Linked DNA regions of Mus musculus: regions 1 and 3 are each linked to region 2. The links are chromatin contacts, called in public HiChIP or PLAC-seq and Micro-C maps. All regions are on one chromosome and are shown on one strand. The core of a region is the stretch at or near the end of the contact, and the rest is flanking DNA. Distances in the headings are between cores, read along the strand shown.

Region 1 (3,161 bases), core at 534-3,033, 530 kb before region 2:
CGTTCACTCTTTCATTCAACAAATTGTCCTTCAAAACTCCCACTAGGAGCCAGGACAGTGTTGATCTCTGCACTAAAATGCTTAGATACCACAGTCAGATTCCTTAACTCACGCACAGGGCCCCTCCCTACATGCAGGTGGCTTGCTTGCTACCTGGTCCTGATTCAAGGTCTGAGAGGAGTTGGTCAGAAACTTGACCGAGAAAAAAAGAGAAGAGGTCATCTGCCGAAAAAGTACTTGAAGAATCTTTTGCTGAAGGGGGAAGCTTTAGAGCTAGCCAGAGGTCCAGGGACGACAAGTTTTGAGAGTTCTGGGGAGGGGGGTCTGGAGAGATGGCTCCGCAGTTCAAAACATTGGCTGTTTTTTCCAGAGAACCTGGATTCAATTCCCAGCACCCACAGGCCAATCACTCACAATTGTAATTCCAGTACCAGGGGATCTGACATCCTCACACAGATATACATGCAGGCAAAACACCAATGCACATAAAATAAAACTAAATAAATTAAATAAAAAATAAAAAAAAAGAGCCCGGCAGTGGTGGCGCATGCCTTTAATCCCAGCACTTGGGAGGCAGAGGCAGGTAGATCTCTGGGTGATCTCTGGGTGTTTGAGGCCAGCCTGCTCTACAGAGAGAGTTCCAGAACAGCCAGGGCTACATAGTGTTAGACCCTGTGTTTAAAAGAAAAAAAAATCCTGGGAAAGGGATGGGGGCATTCACAAGGGCATCCAGGGCTCTGGAACAAGCAAGTGTTCTGGGGGAAAAGCCTGGAGGGTTGAGAAAGAGGCTGAGGGTGTCTCTGGAAAGAGCCTAGGGGGATGAAGATGTTGGTATTCCAGAATCCTACCATATCGGGTTGTTGAGACCTACGCTCAGGATCAGTGTCAGGCTCAGAAATTCAGGCACCTCTTAAAATCCATCAGACCACCCCTGAGTATGCCTGACCTACCTCAAAAGATGAGATGTTGCAGGAAACAGGAACGCCAAGAGGTGGAGGATAGGGACAGGGGGTTGGAGAGAGCTAATAGCATCTGGTTAATAATGGGAGGGGTAGGGGATTGGAGTCAGCTTGTTGGTCAGGCCAGCTCTCTGTTACACCATAACTCATTTTTGCCTTTGACCCCCATGGCCAATGTATGTTCCCAGTACGCATACCCAGACCTTACCAGGTTAGTCACTTATATCCCAGAAACAAAATCTGTAACTCCCCAGAAAGCAGTACCCGCTGAGTGGTTACACGCTTGCCTGGCCTAGCTATGAGCCCTATTTATAAGGAAGACGTTGTCGAAAAGGCTCTCTGATCCTACAGCGGGAAACTGAGGCTGGCTGAAAAAGTGGGAAGGGATGAGGGGCAGAACTTCAACCCAGAAGGTGTGCGACGGTTAGGCCAGATTCTGGTTCCCTTATCTAAGCCTCTCCAGACCCTAAGCACTTCCTCCAACCACCCCAACTTTCCGTGTCAGCTCCAAGAACCTGTTTATGGTGACAGGAAGGGAGCCTGAGGTCTTTAGAGCTGCAGAGATCTGGGTAAGAGGCAAGTAGGAGGGGTTCCCTAGCGCCCCCTACCCCAGATTTAAGGTCTGCATGCAGTTCCCAGGAAGCTGTCCGGTTCCCGCAGACACCTTCGCTCTCCCTTCGCTCTCCCTTTCCACAAGCTGGTTGACACGGTAGGCAGACCACTCTGCCGGGTAACTCGCGAAGGCGGAGCGAGCTGTGGGCGCCCCTTCGGGGTGCGGGAGCCGGAGGGGAGCGCAGGAGGTGGGGCCCAGAGGGGCGGGGCGGGGCGGCGGAGAGGAGGGAGGGGCAGGCGCCGGCCGCGGCGACAGCGGCAGCTGCAGCGCGAGCAGGCCGGGCAACGCCGAGAGTACCGACAGCGCGAGGTCCTTGCAGCCCAGCGCAGCCATGTGAGTGTCCGCGCCGTTTCCTAAGGCCGTGGCGGGGAGAAGGGGCGAGCTGTGGATCCCGTGCGTCCTGCACCCGCGCCGCCCATCGGCTCCCGGACTTGCGACCGGGTCCCGCCTCACCCCGTTCTCGCGACCCGGATCGCGCCGTGTCTTTTCTCCCCACCCCCACCCCCACCCCGGGCACGGAGAACGCAGCTTCGCCCCACAAAAGCCGCCGCCTCCGGCTCTGCCGCGCCCGCCGCCTCCTCCCTTCCCTTCCGCGCCCAGGCCGCCACGGCAGTGCCCCGGGGCTCCACTGTGGGCAGGCCCGAGGGCGAGCCTGAGACGCCTTTCTGGGCCTGGGATTGGCTTTATCCTGGAGCCTGCGGTGCGGCAGAGGCTGATCTGGGAATGGGAACGGGGCGACAGGGTGCAGGAGACCCCCTAGATGAGCTAGCTAGTGTTCCTGGCCCTGGTCGACCTAAGCTGCTTTGGGGCCAGGCCCGAGGTGACTGAAGACTGAATTTGCCCGAGGCCACACTCTCCACCCAAACCGAAGCTGAAGCTGGAGAAGGTCGTTTTGGCGGCGGTCGACAGACCCTGTCCCTGGAAATGGAAGCTGCTATGGGGACTCAGCAAACAGTCAGAACTAAGCATCCTGTAGAACTGGTTTGGGGAAGGGGTTGTTCAACCAGGGCTAGAGCCCCGGCTATGTCAGCTTTTAGGACCCTCTGTCCTCCTATCTTAAGTTAAGTCTGAGTGTGACCTCTCTTACCGGCCCTTCCAAATCATTTCTGATGTGCGTGCAGGCTGGTCTCGTGTGTAAAATCTAATACAATAATAACGGTGTCCTGGCCACCGTCTATGTGGCTGCGTGCGTCTTGGACCTGCACATTCGACTGACATGCAGCCTTCTGAGAAGGTGTATGACCATCTGGCAGATGTAAATACTGGGCCAGAGAGGTTAGCAGCATTTTCAAGGTCACACAGCTGGGTTGGGAAGAAGCAAGAATTCACTATCCACCTCTCTAGTATTGACAGTGGGGGTTGGGAGCACTACAGCCGGACAAGGACTGCCAAGGCTCCCTCGTCTACCTCCCACACAGTCCTGGGCCCTGTGGGCAGCAGAGCGAGATGAGCAGTCCCTGGGCCTGGGTTTGGGTGGGAGGGAGGGGAGCGCACAAGGCGTTTGGACTAGGATCTGCCTAGGTGGAAAACCAGGCGAGGAGGGCGAGAGTGAGTCAGAGCGTTCCCAATCCGCCACCGCTGGGACTCGC
Region 2 (3,495 bases), core at 229-2,728:
GGGTGGGTGGCACTCTGAAGGCTATCCAGCACGATCCGGCCCTTTCCCTTGGCAATTCTGTGACACTTTCCAATCTAAGGCCGACAGAGCAAGGCAACCAGATTTTTTTCTACAGCACCCTCCCAGGTGAGCAGTGGGCCTGGAGCCCTTCTGTAACCTGGCATCTGTAGGTCTTCTCATTAAGAACGAGAGTCAGAAGAGGAAAGGACTTAACACTCATTACAACTCAGTCATGGGGTGAGTGAGCAATGCAAACAGGGAAAACTCACTCCCACTTGGCCAGGGTGCGGGGTGGGTATGGGAGGGGGCATGCGCCTAGGCCTTTGCGCTCATTGGGCAGGTAGCCCCTAGATAATGTTCGGACAGCACCCACTCACCCACGCCTGGCCAGTCAGCTGGGACAGGCAGGCCTAAACCAGCCGGCCTCACCTAGAGGCGTCTGCCCCCGAGGCAGACACCGCCCGACGCCCTCGCTTCAGCGGTTCCCAGGAGAGCAGGCGGCAGAGACCAAGTGATCTACCGCTAAACCTGAGCCCACCTCGACCCTATTTCTGACGTGTCCTCTGCTAGCGGGGGGAGTGGGAGGGAGAGGAAGGGGCCTCGGGGGGATGGATCCCTTAGCCGCTATTGTCAACTTCCTCGGCAGGAGTGGATGTCTGTAAAGGTTGGAAGGTAAGGTGGCTCTGGGAATGGCCTAGCACGCTTCCACGCGGTAGTCGCTCAAAAGTTTCAAACAAGACCTTGTCCTACTGGCCGTGCCACTGGGTCGCGTCGCTCCAGGTCTCCCCTCCTCCCCTCCCCCTCGAAGTAGTGTCCCTGCCACTCCGCAGTTCCACCACCCACGCGGGCCCCCACGCTCACCTGTTGCAGCACTTTGTCCAGGGACTCCGCCCGCGCTAGGCTGTCTGCGCTGAGTCCACTCGCCTCGCGGCATTGTGGACTCAGGGCAGCCGCCTCGGCGCGAACTAGCGACTTGTGCAGCGTCCCCACCTAAAAGCACCGAGGGTAACCCCATGAGCCGCTGTGCCTCAACAGGCTCTGAAGCGTCCCGAGGTCCCCTCTTTCCCACCCTACCTGTCGGCTGCGCGGCTCCACCACTTGCCAAACTAGGAGGATTAAGTCGGTCTCGTCCGAGCCTAGGTCCGGCCCCAGCGCACCGGCAGTGGCCCCGAACAAAACCACCAGCGACTGAGGTTCGGGACAAGGGTCTGTGGCCGAGTCTACTGCGGGATCTGGGCCCGGGGGTGGGGGCGGCGGCGGCGGCGGAGTCATGGCCGCAGAGGAAGGGGGCGCTCGGCCACACACGCGGACCGACGAGGCGCACACACGTACCGACCGACAGCAGACAGACGAGCTTGGGCGGGATCCGGTGTGTTGGGGGCGGCACCTGCGGCCGGGTGTAGTGGGAGCTGCAGAGACCCGCCCGCGGTGCCCTTTGGGGCTGGGCGGTGCGGCTGCCTATCCCTGCCTACTCCGGCGAGTTACCTGCGGCCCGGAGAGGCCACGTGATCAGGACGGCCCAGGGAACCCCGCGGGAGGGCCAAAACCCTGCCCAGGAGGCAAGAGCTCACTTCTGCTGAGGCGTGCGCTCGCCGGCTGGAGTCCCACCTCTTGCTGCAGTCCGGCGAGACTCCTGGGACGAATCCATTCTTTCTCCTACTTCCTCTCTAGCAGGCACTCTGAGTCCTCCGCAAAAGAATGTGCAGGATCAGAGGCCTCTTTCCATTCTGCAAGGGTCACGCAAGACCCATGGAATTCAACAGGAGGCAATCTAGGGACTATAAAAGGTCGCGACGTCTGGCTTGAGGTTAATGGAAGTTACAAAGGGTCAAAAGCCGACAGTGAGCGCTACCAGGTATCCACTGGAAGTCGGTGAGAGAGATCCGTTGGGGAAAGGGAGGGAGGTAAAGATCAAGGGTTCTTAGAACTGTGGGCGGTCACTAGAGATCACAGAGAAGGACGTGCCCATACAGGTGTCGGGTCGGCGTAGTGCCGGCAGTGCAAGGCGCACGTTACTGTGGACCTGAAGGCTCAGGCCTTGGTGCCAAGGTAGGAAAATCGTGCTTAAACTTTAGAGAGCTGTATCCTAAATGAAGCCGTGTCTGCTGGTAGAGATCTGGAAGTTCAGCCTACCAACCCCACTTGGGGTTTGCCTGCTTGTTTTTGTCTCTCTTGGATGATGATAGAAGTGTTATCTGGCTATTGAAAGCACTCCAGCAGAGAGCGGCTAGAGTTGAGATGTGTAGAGTTGAGTCTGCATCCCCCAACCCAGTTCAGAAGAGTCCCATTCATCCCATGCAGTTTGGTGAAACTCCCTTACTGTTGTTTCCAGGCCGCCCTGTGGGCTCAGGATAGTTTCCCACCTACTCGACTGTAATTAGTACTCTGGCGAGAGTAAAAAGGTACTGGCGTGGGACTTAGAATACAGGATGCCACCGGCTGAAGAAGAACCTTGTGTGTTTGGAAAAGCGGGCTGCTTCCTATCGGTCTTGGATAAAAGGCAACCCAGAGCCCGGGTGCATCCCTAACTCATGCCCAAGGAAGGTCGTGCGGAGCCAGAGGACCTAGAATGTATAGTGCGCCTTCTGGGTTTGTCCACACAATAGCGCAGGAACACAGCGACCCAATATAGTGAGAAGTGGCCGCAGCGCACACCCTGAGACCCTTCACCAGGCGGCCCACCCGGAGCCTGCCTACTCAGCCCCGCTACCACGATAAGCCTGGAATGTCAAATATTTGTTCTAGGAACCCAGTGAAACCTTGAGGTAAAGCCCCTCCCCTCCTCCCTCCCATTCCGGAGCGCGCCTGCGTCAGTCCAGGCTTTCCGGTAAGGACACTCCCTTCCAACTAGTTCCTTCTCGACACCCCTGCAACCCATCGTCCTGACTATTTAAACTTCACAAGGTCTTCGCTACAGGCTCAGGTTCAGTGAGGCAGAGTCTTGGCTTCCCTACCCAGTTATCCCAGAGCTACTGGTATCGGTTTCTACCCACAACCTCCGAGCAAGGCTCCCCTTTCAACCTGTAGACCTCGCCTCCCGATTCTCGGGAGATCTTGCTGACTGTGGAATCCCTGGCTGTTCCGAACCCCCTGGAAAGAAGCGGCTGTTCCCAGGTTTCTGCAAGGTAACGAATCTGAAGAGTCAACAGAATTGAGCGGCTCCATTCATTCGACTCTGGTTCTCTCAACCAGGCATTCCCCATATTAAAACAATTCCAGAACTTCAAAGTCTTTGGTATTTTGCTTTATCACCTTTATTTGTTTTTGTGTAGGCACGCACAAGGCACAGTGCCAGGGTGGAGGTCCGAGAACAGCTTGTGGGACTTGGTCCTCTCCTTCCACAAGTGGGTCCTGGGCACAGAACTCAAGCAAGCCCTCTTACATCCCCGTTTTGTTTCTATACCATGTACTCGATAGAGGATGACCTTGCAAGTCTGATTTTCTCAAGTGCTTAGGAACCCAGCTAGAGGTGCCTCTGCACTCATAGCTACAAGA
Region 3 (3,345 bases), core at 513-3,012, 670 kb before region 2:
TGCCACTGATTGAAGCTGTAGCTTCCAGTCTGTGGAGCTTAAGAGTGGGAAACGAAGAAACCTGGGTAGAGACTTGGACAGTAGCCCCTAAATTCTTCCATGGGGCCATGATCTTGGTGCCTCAATCCTTCACTGAGGCACAATCCCGTTGTCTACACTTCAGCCCTCCACTAAGGTCTTCTTTTCACTGAGCGTGACCACGCCTGTCCACGTTCCCATAGCTCAGATGCACTGAGCCCTGGCCCTCCACACCCTCTGCCTCGTACCCACTAACCATACCCACAGCCTTGCACCGAGGCTTCCTCCACCCACACCCAAAGCCTTGAATTTGACCCTTTTTCCTTTTCCATCCCCACACAGACATTAAGACCCCTGCAATGAAACTCCTCCCCAGCATGCCCACAGCCCTGCAGTCAAGTGCATGTCCTACTACAGACCCCTGACCACACCCTCCTCAGAGCTCCATTGCAGATCTCTGACCACACCCTCAGCCCCACCCTGAAAGTCCCTCTCCAAATCAAACCCTGTGTACACTGCATCCATTTTGCATCCTTTTAACTCACATCCTGAAGACCCCAACCACAGTCACTAGCTGGACTCTGCACCCTTACAAAGGCCCCCTGGCCATACCCTTGGAGCATTCCCGTTCATCCATATAGCTACAGCTTCTGACACAGCCCTGCCTTGAAATCTCCCAGTCTATGCAGTAACACTTCCATACTTCCATGCAAAGCATTGAACACCCACCACCACACACGCGCAGAGTTCCCTGACCACACCCTCAGCACTCTCTCTTTACTCATATGCTAAAGCTATTGACACAGACCTGACCTAAAGCCCCTCAGAGTCTAACCAGCACTGGCATCGCCAGGCATCATGTTAAGACATACCACCATCACCACACCCACTGCAGCCTCCTGTTCTCAGCCACCATCTTTACCTTGCCTCTTAGGGGAAAAAAAAAAAAGTGTCCAATGACCACAACCTGGCCCCCGAACAACTTCCTCTTCTTCCATTACTAGTTGGTCCACACTGAAAGGCCTTTTCTGGTGACCACACCTACTCATCCATAAGTTGCAATTTTTAAGACTCAGAAACCCAGAGATTGCACTCTGCAGGGACCTCTGTGGGTCTGTAAATGGGGTCCGCCACACCCTTTGCCTCTCCCAAAGATGTCAACCCGCCCGGGGACCCAAAGCCCTGTACTTGAACACCACAGGTAAATGTGTCCAGGGGAGTTTGGGGTGCTACATGATGCTCTTCTCAAGGAAATGGGAGGATCCTGAGGCTACTGCTCACTCCTGTCTATGGGAAGATGAATTTGGGGGCTGTTGATGTGGAACAGAATCACAGCAGCTGCTCTGGGGTCCTCAGACCCTGGGCACAGTGTTCATGCCTCTGAACTGAATCCGCTCGTCAGCTCCTGCTGGGACAGCTGCAGTCATCAATCAGCCTGGCAAGAAGGTGGGGGCAGGAGTGTGTGTGGAACCCTTGGGGCCAGGGCCGGGGTGTTCAGCTGATAGGCTCAGCTCAGTACCATCTGAGGTTGGTTCAGGCTGCTCCCACCCACCCCTCCTTTTGGGGGATACGAATTAGGGTGGTCGATGTTCAGTCTCCTACCGGCTTCTACCGCTTGGCTGCTCCTGAGCGTGCCTTCGGACAGGACCCAGGAACTGATGCTGGAGACCAGGAGGCTCCACAGCTCCGCTCCCTGCCGGCTCCCGGGCGGGACTGCAGCCCGGGCGGCTCCGTAGTATTATCCCCTGTTTCTCGGTCACCATAGAGACAGTGAGTCCCACCCCCTAGGCTGTCTCGGCGGGAGAGTGACCAAGGTCACGCTAGCTCCTCCCACCAGACCCCGCCCTATGTGCTCTGTGGGCGCTGGGCCCGCAGAATTGCAGCGACAGCCTTATCCTGCTCCTCCCCTTCAACCGCGGTCCTCAAGCGGTCAGAGCTGCCCTCTGCAGTCCTGGATGTCCTAAGATAGGAACTCCCATGGCCAATGGGAAAACAGCCCCCCCCCAAATTCCATTGTCCCCAACCCTCAAGGGACTGCTGAAAGAATCCACCTGAGATTGTCTAGGAGCTGAACTGAAGAAGGGGATCCCGCCCCTCATTGACAAGGATCTACAGCTGGCTCCAAGACCACAGCTGCCGCTAACCCTGTGGCATTCACTCATTCCTAGGTTCTCAGCAGGCCACATTCTGAAGCACTAGAAGACTGAGACAATCAGTGGATCACGCATTCTTACCCACCCCACCCCCCCAAATGCTGGGTACTTTTGTGGCAGCAATTCCTAAATTTCGGAGAATGGCTGCCTCCTCCCATTCTCGTCTCCCCGCCTCACAGCTTCTTGTTCCAATGCGCCTCCCTAGCCTGCTTCCTCTTCAGTTTCCAACTGCAAATACTAAATAAAAAACTAAATAAAAATACTAAATATTAATTGATTAATTAATTAATTAATAAACCTTGCTGGGTGGGTGTGGTAGCACAAGCCTGCAATCTGGGGATTCGGGAGACTGAAGCAGTAGATTCAAATTTTCGAGGCTACCCTGGGAAATGGGAGAAGGGACAGAGGAGAGTGGTAGTTCTTGAACAAGACCCCATGTTTTTGATTCCCAACACTTAAAAGAAAAACCCTGTCCAGAGACCTTTCCTAACCCGCCCCTCTTTCTCTGCCCCAAGCTAGCAATGGTGGTCCTGCTTCTGTGAGATCCATGGATTTTTCCACTATGAAAATAAGCATTAAGTCCGCAAAAGCATTAAAAAAAAAAAAAAGTTTATTGGGGCATCAGGGCTGGTGGAGCGGATATTGCTGAGTCTTGGGTAAGGAAGGCCGATCCTGTCGACCTTGAGGTCCCTAAAGTGCACTCGTTACGCGAATGTGGGGTGTTGCATAGAGTCAAGGCCCTCCTGCCTCTAGTCCTTAGCCTTAGTGGGCTAAGGCAGGCCGTCGCCGCCTCCAGGTGTTCCGGGCTCGCCACTGCTCGGGCTCACAAAAACAGCAGGCGAACGTGCCTGTAGAGCCAGCCCAGACTCTCGACCCCTGGCTCCTGGGGCACCCAGTGCGGCACTGCCCAGGCGCGTCTGGGCCACTGGAATCTCTTCCATGGACTCAGCTGATGCCGAGTAGTAGGCGCCTGCAGAGCCACCAGCATGCACTGGGCTGGCACTGGTGGAATCAGATGAAGAGCTGGAGCGGCGGCTAGGAGTCCCAGTCTCTGCGCACAGAGGGGGACTTAGATTGAGATAAGGGCTGCAGCTAGGGCTTTAAAACCTTTCCCTCCCACGAACTAATCCAATAGGATCCAAGCAGAGAGCGGCGCTCACCCCGTAACCTGGGC

Evidence for each region. A called contact is a pair of places that touch in the nucleus more often than the background predicts. HiChIP or PLAC-seq counts read pairs in DNA pulled down with a chosen protein or histone mark.
Region 1: a contact with region 2 is called in an H3K4me3 HiChIP or PLAC-seq map of embryonic stem cells, with 11 read pairs. The contact joins the promoter of Ripor1 here to the promoter of Esrp2 in region 2. A contact is called at or near these places in 5 of 39 promoter capture datasets (the C10 cell line, cranial neural crest, fetal liver and 2 more), 1 of 15 datasets of contacts at CTCF or cohesin (large pre-B cells), 2 of 484 Hi-C or Micro-C datasets (both in embryonic stem cells), 9 of 115 datasets of contacts at active chromatin or transcription factors (bone marrow-derived macrophages, double positive thymocytes, embryonic stem cells and 3 more) and 1 of 9 other capture datasets (liver).
Region 3: a Micro-C map of embryonic stem cells shows a contact between it and region 2, with 2.9 times the contacts expected there. The contact joins the promoter of Tppp3 here to the promoter of Esrp2 in region 2. A contact is called at or near these places in 2 of 39 promoter capture datasets (fetal liver and neural stem cells), 2 of 484 Hi-C or Micro-C datasets (both in embryonic stem cells), 1 of 115 datasets of contacts at active chromatin or transcription factors (pancreatic cancer cells) and 1 of 9 other capture datasets (pancreatic islet).

What each region holds. Positions count from the first base shown.
Region 1 is chr8:105,603,446-105,606,606 of GRCm38.p6, forward strand. It overlaps Ripor1 (RHO family interacting cell polarization regulator 1), which reads left to right and starts at 1,784. Exons shown (of 22, transcript NM_001081241.2): 1 at 1,784-1,905.
Region 2 is chr8:106,135,496-106,138,990 of GRCm38.p6, forward strand. Esrp2 (epithelial splicing regulatory protein 2) reads right to left here and starts at 1,479. Exons shown (of 15, transcript NM_176838.2): 1 at 1,075-1,479; 2 at 862-990. The coding sequence starts at 1,272. 1810019D21Rik (RIKEN cDNA 1810019D21 gene) reads left to right here. Exons shown (of 4, transcript NR_040346.1): 1 at 1-126; 2 at 1,672-1,855; 3 at 1,974-2,049; 4 at 2,333-3,228.
Region 3 is chr8:105,469,660-105,473,004 of GRCm38.p6, forward strand. Tppp3 (tubulin polymerization-promoting protein family member 3) reads right to left here and starts at 1,763. Exons shown (of 4, transcript NM_026481.3): 1 at 1,621-1,763. It overlaps Zdhhc1 (zinc finger, DHHC domain containing 1), which reads right to left. Exons shown (of 14, transcript NM_175160.5): 13 at 3,332-3,345; 14 at 2,764-3,222. The coding sequence ends at 2,942.